2 separate regions of the Danio rerio genome follow, and region 1 is linked to region 2. The links are chromatin contacts, called in public HiCAR-type maps. All regions are on one chromosome and are shown on one strand. Each heading gives the region's core, a stretch centred on a gene start, on an enhancer-like site or on the middle of the called end of the contact. The rest is flanking DNA. Distances are from core to core; before and after follow the strand shown. Region 1 overlaps dlc1 (DLC1 Rho GTPase activating protein). Region 2 overlaps dlc1 (DLC1 Rho GTPase activating protein).

Region 1 (5,461 bases), core at 2,576-5,075, 170 kb after region 2:
AATTTAAAATGACTTGTTCTCTATTTTATTGTATATTTTATTGGTATATTACTTTTGGCCAAGTTCAGTATCTTTAGACACAGGGTTTACTGTAAATATATAGGGTATAAGTATAAATTTTGTTTTTAATTTCAATGGATTCCTGCTGATCTCTTGAAAAATCACAGCACTACTGGTAGTTGTCACCAAACTTGTCCGCCTTAAAGCTTCACTCAGGCTGGGTGATTGGCACTCTTCATTTGCATTTGATTTATCATTTGCTGTGTTAGTTTAAGCATTTGATTTATAATTTAAGCATTTGATTTATCATGTAATTATTACAGGTTTAAACTGAGTTGATTGTGAAAATTAAATATCAAACACATTTGACTTCTCATTTGAGAATGCATTTTAATTTATTATTTGATCTATTTAGGCATTTGAATTGTCTTTTTTTTTGTTGGGAAAAATCTTCCATGGATGTCACTTAATGATCTTCAATTTAAGTATTTTGAAATTAATGACACATTTTATTTTTGACACCACCAATTTGTTATATCATTTCACATATTCATTTATTTCGACTATCTCACACTGAAATAGAGCTATCATTAAAAATAAGAGACCATATTAAAAATCTGTTTTTTTCTGATGGTTTGAGGTGTGTGTTTGAATAAGTATGTCAGTGCTAATATTGAAATACTTAATATTTTCTTTATTCCATAAAGCTTAAATAAAAAATGCCATTTTTCTCCCTTGGAAACTGACAATTGGACAGAAAAAAAATGCTTCAACTATGTTGTGATATAAATTAAAAGTCATTTAAATAATGTTAATGTTTTAACTATTATAGAGTTACAACTTTAATATTCTGTTGTTTTCTAAAAATGTATATACAGTATGCTGAAATGTCACAAAGCATGGCAATTTTTTTGCCATTTTATGTAAAAATTCTTCAAAAGGCAACAATTGTTTTTAACAGCAATTCTCTCACAGACACCTAAAGTGTTGTTTGCCATGTGATTCTGAAATGTGGAGTCAAGCATGTAATGTGTAATCAAATGGAATAGTCTTTCAGCTCGCCACAGAACACAAACACGCACAGAAACTGCAGACATCCAGACATGCGCATGAGATCATACGGAAAGCTTCTCTGAGTGTTTTACTGTAGTGGAAGCTGGCAGACAGTAAAGGCTGTTATTATCATGTTCCTGCAGCTTCAGCCACTCAGAGAAAAAGAAAATGAGAGAGGTCGAGAGAAAGAAAAAAGAGAGAGCGACAGTGGCTGCTGGAACCACAATGCACTCTAATTTACAGTTTACATTGCCATTCAGCATACAGAAAAGCATGGCTAAATGTTGGACATTATAGTGGCCTCTTCAAAAAGTGCTAAAATATAACTGACAGCAGGGATAGTCCATTCCAGAGCCACGAGAAAGTATGAATGCTACGCCAAAGTCCCTTTAAAGCAAGTCATTTCACTTGTCTGCCATCATCAAAAGCCTTTTAGGCAGTATGCTCGGGCATTCTGTCTGAAATGGGAAACATCAAATTCACCAAAATTGCTTGCAATGGATGCGATAAAATTTCATAATAGGGATCAACAATAAAATTAAACAACAACTCTCTTTAGTGCTATTTCTAAATGTTCGAATCACCAAAAGTCTGTAAAAACTCATAAAAACACACTGGTCTGGTCTGAGCCCTTCCTCCAGACAATCAACAGTCTTTACCGATCAATGATTGGCTCCTATACTAGAAGGCGGGGTTTTATTTGCCATACTGACCATTACACTTTTCTACATTCAAAGCATTCAAAGTGACATGTCTTGTGTATTCTATAGTCTTTGGTCATGTGAAGGTAAAAAACTCATCAGCTTATGTGATTGTGGTTGGTGGACAATTAATATTTTGTGTAAGCAGTTTTGGACGGATGGAAAGGGAAGGGATGGATGATTGCTTGTTAACTGACCTCATTTTTTGGTCTCGCTCCAGGGGTTCCGGTGGGTCCTGATGAAGACAACGATGAAGAAGAGCGATAAAGTGGGGTGTTTAGAGACTGTGAGGAGGCTGAAAGACTTCCGGCTGAATCCAGAGTTTCTAAGTCAACATCCTGTTTGAGAAAGGAGCATTGTCCTGGGTATTATTAAAAACAATCATGCACATCCAAAGTTTGTGTTTCAAACTTTTATGCTAGATACACAGTAGGACCTCAAACTAATATTTTGTCACACATGCTAATAGATGGGGACAGGCATTAATTGATTAATTGACTGACTGACTGACTGACTGACTGACTGACTGATTGATTGATTGATAGGTAAAATAAAACTAAATTAAAAATAAAAATAGAATAAAATAAAAAAATATATACTATTATTGATTATTATTATTATTATTATTATTAGTAGTAGTAGTAGTATTGATTAATTTATTTGTTTTGCCAAATTATACAAATTAAACCATTTTAAACCACTAAAATCAACCAAAGTAATCAATACATATTATAATATAACAACAGTTAAACTAAAATATTTCACTTAACATTAATTCGTACTACTTTTAGTAACATGACAACAACCAGTACTACTAATACTATTACTACTACTACTACTAATAATACTTTAGATTTATATATATATATTTAGCACTCTGTGGATGCTAGTTTTAGGTCCTGGTTGTGCTGAAGATTGTTTTGGGTTGTTTCATTCATCAGCGTCTGATTTGTGTCACTCACAGAAATGATCCGCCTCTTTAAATTGGGTGTGCTATTTAGGGAGGAGCTTAGAGCATTTTCAATCTCTTTGTCCAGCTGATCCAGCTTCATTATTAGTAGAACCATTGAGTCCAGCCGGGACCTCTCCTTCTCCCTCTCTTCATGTGAGCTCTGAAAGGAGAAAAACAGATTTTATTCAAGTAATCTAATCTTAAAACCAGAACTGACATCAATTCGATTGCTCTCATTGACCATTATTTAAACACATCACAGCAGACAAGACACAAACTCAGAACAAAAAAATACAGAATCATTATATGCAACCTGCGGAAACAATTCACTTAATTTATTATTCCTTTTTTTTTTAAAGATTGGCTGTTCAGAAAAGAAAGAATGGTAAAAGAAAGAATGGTAAAAGAAAGAATGGAAAAAAAAAGAAAAAAGAAAGAAAGATTCAATCAATTTCCAATAGTCATTCAGACAACAAACCAACCAATTATCCAACCAACCATTCAACCAACCAATCATTCAACTAATCAACCAACCAACAAACCATCCATCCAACCAACCAACCAACCAACCAACCAACCAACCAGCCAGCCAGCCAGCCAGCCAATCAACCAACCGACCGACCGACCGACCGACCGACCGACCGAATGACCGATCAATCAATCAATCAATCAATCAATCAATCAATCAATCAATCAATCAATCAATCAATCAATCAATCAATCGTCAGCTAGTCAGTCAGAAAACTAAACAATCAATCAATGTCAAACAATCCATCAATGTCAAAAAGTCAGACAGACAACCAACCAACCAATAAACCAACCAACCAACCATCCAACCAAACAACCAGTTTAAGAGCCAATACATCATGATTAATTTATTATAGTACAAAGAGTAAATAACTGAGCATTAAATGCTGATAACGACAGAACTGTTTTAAAATACAGACAGAGAATGCATTTATTGGCTTTTCAAACCCCCCTTCTGTGCATCTTTCCCACATTGGCAGAATGATGAATGCACTAAAGTGAAGCAGAGAGAGAGACAGAAGTTGTAATGCTACTCAAGCAGAGAGGAATGATGCTGGCACTTGCCCCGTGCCTGAACCAGGCCTGTGCAAACAGCCCCACACAAAGCACGGCAGTGTGTAAAGGCCTTGCATAGCTTGTTCTGGTATTTACCCTTAATACACGCTTGCCTATCAGTGAGCACACAAGCAAAGAGAGAGAGAGACACTTGGCTAATAATGAGCTAACAAAAAAATAAAATCCATTCTCCAAAACAAATTTTATCCAGACACTTTGAAGGATTTCAATAGATTGTGTTCATTTTAGTTTTTTAATTTAGAGGTCATGATAAGCATTATCTGACAGACATCTTTCATGAACATGTCTATATGGAAACAAGATCACTTTGGTAATTTCTACATATATGTAGTTGAAGACAATTAATTACCCCTCTTGTGGATTTTGTATTCTTTTTGTCGTTTAAAGGGGATTAAAATGGGTTAAACAAAATAGTTTGGCAACATTGTGTGAATACAGCCTGCCGCTGAATTGAAAAGAATACTTAATTCTAATGTTTTGTATAAAAAAGTCTGCAGAAACTTTGATTGACATTCTCCCACTGTACATGCCATCAGAGGGGGAAAGCCCTGCCTATTAACGACGATATCTCCCTAGTTGCCATAAACAGCCCTAAGTGAGAAGCAGCTGTCCACCATTAGTGTTTTCACCACATGAAAATAATGGGCTCTATTCTACTGTAATCGCAAAGTCTAAAGTGCATGGCGCAAAAGCATTAAGGGTGTGTCCGAATCCACTTTTGCTTTTTTAAGGATGGAAAAATAGGCTCTCTGGCCTGGTGCATGGTCTAACAGGGCTGTGCTTATTCTCTTAATGAGTAATGTGTGTGTTTTGAGCATAACATGCATTCAACTAATCAGAGTCCCATCTCCCATTCTCTTTTTAAAATTCAGTTGAATCACGCCATGATACATTTGCTATTTACATAGCAAGACATAGGCAGACTTTGCAAGTGGAAAATCTAAATGTTTCACGAGCGAGAAAACAGTTAAACAGGCCATCGGCAGCGTGAGCATAAAGAAGCCTCCTCCATTTGTCCTCTTTAGTTTCTCTACTTTTTTTTCTACTTTTACTCTTTACTTTACTCCTTTACTTTTGTGGAAAAGGAAATGGTGTTGTGTGCAAAACTATTCAAAACTATTTCTCAGTTCAGTTCTAATTTCCAGCAAATTAATAAATGAACAATAATAACAAAGCGTGGTCAACAAACAAACAAACACATGCCCTATTCTTATGCCCAATATCGTGATTTATACATCTCCAAAACCCAACAGGTGGGCAAATCCAAACTAGTTTTTATTAAAACAAATATAAATATGCGTATAATAAATTATACTGCTAATAATAATAACATTATACAAATGCAAATTGTCATGAGCTGAAAAAAGTAACAATGTGGAGAAGGCATGTGGGTAGTGGTTTATAAATTTATGTAGAAAATAATCATTTTTAATTTTAATGTAATATTTTAGTCTTTTTTTTTTCATTTGTAAAGATATCTGTGAATTGATGTACATCCTGTTTATATTAAGCAATGTGTAAGCATTTGAACCCACATAGGCGCATAACTAACGTGCTCTGCTCTGGACTTTACACTTGCTTTTTAATGGTCAATGGCGCAGCTTATTTCAGTTCTTAAACATCACAATGCACCAACAATGCGCCTTAACAC
Region 2 (5,379 bases), core at 1,323-3,822:
ACCTGCAGTCTATTCTGGAAATGTGTGCGAGGCGGCTCTTGTTGGCTCCGCAGGGCTCGATGTAATAGCGAGATGTCAGAACATTGGCACGGACACCCAGCACTGCTGCGCTCTCGTGATCCACTGACACGCTCACTAAAGTACACACTCCCTTGGGCAAATCTGTCATCCATGACCTGAAACACAACAATAAACACCTTTACAATTACGAAGATCCCCAAAAGCATATTCTAAATCTCAAAACTTTAAAAAGCGTTTCTAATGACCTGAGTACCACGTGGTCTCTTGGCGGATGGGGTGGCATTGAGTTTCTGACATACTGATAGACTTCAGTGTTGTGGTCCAGTGTCTCCACGATCCTGGACTCTAGCAGGTCCTCGTCCCAGCGCTCCTGCTCTCGCAAAATGCGTTGCAGGACATCCTCAGCCGATGCAGGCACATCCACACAAACTTTCCACTGCCGCAGAGAAGAGCCGTCCTGAACCTGCCAATAAACAATGGCATCTCATGGTCATTATCAATTCTAGGAAGATTTAATCCAGCTCTTACTGCAGTCCTAGTTGAGATTTCATTTAAAGTCAGTAGAGATGTTTGGATATCCTTTTTCTCATTCTATGGGCTCAGGGTATCAGATGATACAGAGTACTGATACAGTTGAAGTACTCATACAGTTGAAGTCAGAATGATTAGCCCACTCACCCACTGTTAAATGAATTCTTTCATATTTCCCCCCCCAATTTCTGCTTAACACAGAGATTTTTTAATCACATTTAAAAACAATAGTTTTAATTTCAAATAACTGATTTATTTTATCTTTGTCATGAAGACAGTACATAATATTTACTAGATATTTTTCAAGATACTAGTATTCAGCTTAAAGTACAATTTAAAAGGTAATTAGTTAAGTTAAGAAAATTAGGCAAGTCATTAGACAACAAATCTAATACTTCAAACCAAAAGGTATATTTTAGTAAAAATAAAACAGTGCAACAAATAAATGTTGGAATGGCAGGATCACGTGTCCTCAAATGCGTTAAGTTACTCATATTAAAGCTGTAATTTTTGTGTCACCCCTCAAACTTGCAACATGACAAATGAGACGTATCTCTGTTTTATACTAGCTGATTGGTCTAGTCTGAATTACTGCCAAACTCTAGACATACTACTAGCAAACTCGTAAATATTCATTTACTGCTTCCTGTGTTTGCTTTCCAAGCAGCAAAAAATAGAATTGCGAAGCTTGCTGCCATTGGTAAAAAATAAAAATAAAAAGACTGGTAAAAAATGATAACAGATCAGTTTTTGGGGTTTAAGTACTCCTAGATACCAATGCAATTTTTGTTTTTTAGTGGTATCGGTGACATTTCTGATACTAGTATCAGAATAAGGACTAACATTAAAAACTGTATAAAGGTATACTTTAGCTGCATCCCAAATGACGCACTATACACTATGCTCTTGTCCACTATGTACTTATGCACTTACTCAACAGCACAGTACAGTATACGAGTGTAGTGTCATCCCAAACGGAACACAAATAATTTTTTACAAAGTGGAAATTCAAACCGTTTCCCTGATGACGATTGACGGTTGCCAAATAAGTGGAATAAATGACCAAACTACCAAATAATACCTGCCATGAGTGTAACAGCATTCACCATCGGGAGTTGGTATAATTACTCTCATTGGAGAATTTAGCTTTCAAAATTCTAAATATATAAAGTTGATATATAAAGTTATCCAACTTCAGTGCCAAAACGCTCTGCTCTTTCCGCTACGTAAGCAAAGCAGTGGTCGTTGAGTGTGTGAAGTGTCCAATATTCCACACGTCATTTTAATGGTTGAATAAGTGCATCATCCAGGTATTTAAAGTGCACATATTATTTTTAGAGTTTTCAATGTGAATGCACTACTTGCACTATTTAAACTACAAAATGATGCAGAATAATGCACACATAGGTGATTCGGGATGCACCTTTTGCTTTTTATACATACACAATACAAACTTTGTCATTTAAAGGGAAAACAGAAGATCTTGTGTTTTCTTTCTTTGACGTATCATGGTGTGACTTCAAAAATAAAGAGCAAAAAATAAACCTTAAGAAAATCAGCTAACATTTGTCATCTGCTCTATAAAGTTCACTATTTATGTTCTGCTCATACAAGCCGTTTGAATTATTTAGCAGAACATAGTTTGTCCACATTGAACTTGGCCGTTGTTTTATGGTCAAAAAGTACATGACAGAGGTGCCCAATCCTGTAAAGAGCAATCCATAGCTTAGCTCCAATCCTAGGACATTTCTAGGACTCCAGAAGACCTGCTTCGCATGTGTTTAAATAGCATTTGAGCTAAACATTGTAGGATACTGGTCCTCCAAGAGCAAGATTGAACACCCCTGCTTTATGGGTACATGAAACGCTGTCCAGGGAACTCTGAGTATTTTGGTTAGTGTGAAATGCCAGAACAAGCGACAAACTGATGTCATGGTGGGCTCAAGGCCAAAACAGAGCTGGGAAAACACTCTTTCACATGAAGGGAGCGGAAAAAAAAGAAGAAGTGATGTGCGGAAAAAGACACAGCTTTTCCATTAGGCACAAGCAAGAAAATGCATAAAGGAAGGAAGAGAGAGTGAACATGAAATGGGAAATAGTGTCTAAGTGACAAGTGAATAGGGTGTATATACAGTTCCCGTACCTTCTTGTATGCGAGCTCAGCGTTTTCAGGAGTCGAGCAGCTGTCATAACCTTTGAATTTGTCCTTGGCTTCTTTAAGCAGGCTATCAATACTGTCTTTGAGTAGACTTTGGTAGTTGCAAGAACCGCAGTTTTCCGCCAACACCTCCATCCTCATGGGACTCAAGCCCTGCTCCATGTAAGAGTTCCTACATCGGGACATCTCTTCTGGGATCTGAAAGACAAAGAAATATAATCATATTAACAACTGAATATGGTCACACTTTATATTAGGTTTCAGTTCTTTTAGCTCAATAAACTACTAATTTTCTGCGTATTAATAGTTATTAATGTTGATGGGTTTAGGTATTGAGTGGGATCAGGGATGTAGAATGGGATCATGCAGAATATGTGCTTTTTAACTACTATTAAACAGACAATATCTACACGGTAAGAAAAGAGATCTGTTAATTAACATTTCCCATATGGTTGTAAAATGCTTTATGAGATGTCTATCTCTGCTCTTTTGATATTTTGATGTTGAAAATTCACAGTTTAACAAAGTGACGTTTAGTTGCATTTAAGTTGTTTGAAATAAAACAATGTATAAGAAATAATATATGAAGATTTTAGAGGCTCAGTAATTGTACTTTTTTAGTAATTAACCATTTATTTTCATTGGCTTTAAAGTGAAATAACTGAAGACAAATGTAGAAGGCTGAAAAAAAAAGTTTATTTTAGAAAAGTAATTCAGAGGGCATTTAGAGGCTTTTGCATCTGAACATCTTCTGTAAAATAACAGAAAGTGTACTGGCAGTTTATTAGGTTTTTTTACCGTAATATACAACACCAACCCAGACAATAAATCATTTTTAACTATTTGAAATGTTAATAAAAGTCACTTTTTTGAACTTTTCAAAGTTAAAAGTTGTTGGAAGAAAGATAAAGCTCCTATAATTCAATTCAAACACAGAAATAAATTAGGAAAAATAAAAACATGATTAGAGAAAACTGCTAATTTACGGATATTTTTCAAAGTGTATTATAGTAATAGACCGGTAAAAGAAACTAGTTAATAGCAAGAACTGGTAAAGTTTCACCATAAATCCCTGAAAGCAATTCAGAGCAATCCAATGCAGGTCATTCTGGTTTGGTGGTTTTCGGCCAGTGAAACCAGAGTGTTCCTAAAACTGTTTACACATAGGTAGGTATAAGATGCAATTTTGTTAATCCGATTGCAAAAGAACGAAGCAAAATACAGGTGTAGTAAGGGTTTGAAAGATTTTCAACTTGTCCACTTTTGACCTGTTCAAGTAATTAAAAATGCAAAAATTGCATTTAAAGAAATGCTTGAAAGAGTTCAATCACAAAATTCTGCTTCTTCTCTCCATGTTGATCTAATTCTCAAACATTACTTGTACATAAGATTTGAAATATTTGTCACTAATTATCACTTAATTGTTACTAAATTGTGTTTCACTTACTAAGTAAATAGAACATTTTCAAGAGGTCTGTCATGTAGTAGTTGTTGTTCACTAGCATTTTCTGTCTCAAGTTGGGTTTGAAGGCGAAAACATAAAAAGCACATTGTTTTTTACCAGTGCAGATTCTAACATAAACCTAAAAGTTGCAGTTGTTAAAGCAGACATGAAAGTTGCTGCCCATTGTTATGTTTTCCCTTGTTGGCTTATTCTGCAATATTGGATTGAAAAAAAATGGCTGTATACAAGTACATGCCTGCTATAGATCAGAAGCCAGCATGATATCTTTATGATGGAAAAAAACATTTTGGTGTTTAAGGCCTGATTTTGAAACTGGAACACTAATGTGCCATTTTAAGTTTGAGCTTGTATACAAGCTAGTCTTTTCAGCAGAGACTTATTAAAGAACAGAATTAATTGAAAGAGGAACTCGTGTCTAGTTTATAACATGCAAATTAACATTAGCATTAGCTTCCCCTATGGGAGCTACTAGCAGAGAGTGAACATTGTAAGCTCAATATTACATTACCCATGACAAATCATTACAGTGGCTCACATTTTCAAAAATAAAGAATAGAAACTATTAATAAATTTAAGAGACCACTTGAAAATGTTCTATTTACTTAGTAAGTGAAACACAATTTAATAACAATTAAGTGACAAATAGTGACAATTATTCCAAATCTTATGTACAAATGTTGTCATTTAAAGCTTTTTTAAATTAATATAAATTTAAATATTTAGTTTTAACACAATATCATAGAAATTGTAATAAAAAATATTCTAAAGGAAAAAATAATGAAATGCCCTAAATGACTATATAATTTGTTTTAAATAAGTTTTTGTTGTTTTTAAATTTGGAAAAACTTATCTTTATAAAATAAAACAAATATTTAATAAATAAATGCCCTAAATGACTATGACTATATAATTTATTTTAATTGTATTAGTTTTTATCATTTTTGAAATTTGAATAAATTTGTTCTTAGAAAACAAAAAACAAATATTTAATAAATAAATGCCCTAAATGACTTTATAATTTATTTTATTTTTATTAGTTTTTTTTTTTTAATTTGGAGGAATTACCTTTTAAAAAATAAAACAAATATTAAAATTTTGCTCAAACAAATCTTATGAATTCAGTAAATCCAGAGAACTTAGAATTTTACCTGTTTATATGATGCAATGATTCAAACTTAAGTTTATGAATCTAATCATACCACTA

Evidence for each region. HiCAR-type assays count read pairs that join an accessible place to other places.
Region 1: a HiCAR-type map of caudal fin shows a contact between it and region 2, with 7 times the contacts expected there. The contact joins two enhancer-like sites. A contact is called at or near these places in 2 of 18 Hi-C or Micro-C datasets (embryo and an unstated tissue) and 1 of 4 datasets of contacts at active chromatin or transcription factors (caudal fin).

Annotation. Positions count from the first base shown.
Region 1 is chr1:16,951,171-16,956,631 of GRCz12tu, forward strand. dlc1 (DLC1 Rho GTPase activating protein) reads right to left here. Exons shown (of 20, transcript XM_073949948.1): 5 at 2,717-2,866; 6 at 1,952-2,092. Among named protein-coding and RNA genes, the nearest start is that of dlc1, 64 kb to the right of the region's middle. Within about 2 kb of position 3,826, at least 9 of the 62 cell types and tissues checked have an H3K27ac peak or open chromatin away from gene starts, as enhancers often do.
Region 2 is chr1:16,784,414-16,789,792 of GRCz12tu, forward strand. It overlaps dlc1 (DLC1 Rho GTPase activating protein), which reads right to left. Exons shown (of 20, transcript XM_073949948.1): 17 at 2,696-2,908; 18 at 267-484; 19 at 3-176. Among named protein-coding and RNA genes, the nearest start is that of pi4k2b, 39 kb to the left of the region's middle. Within about 2 kb of position 2,573, at least 9 of the 62 cell types and tissues checked have an H3K27ac peak or open chromatin away from gene starts, as enhancers often do.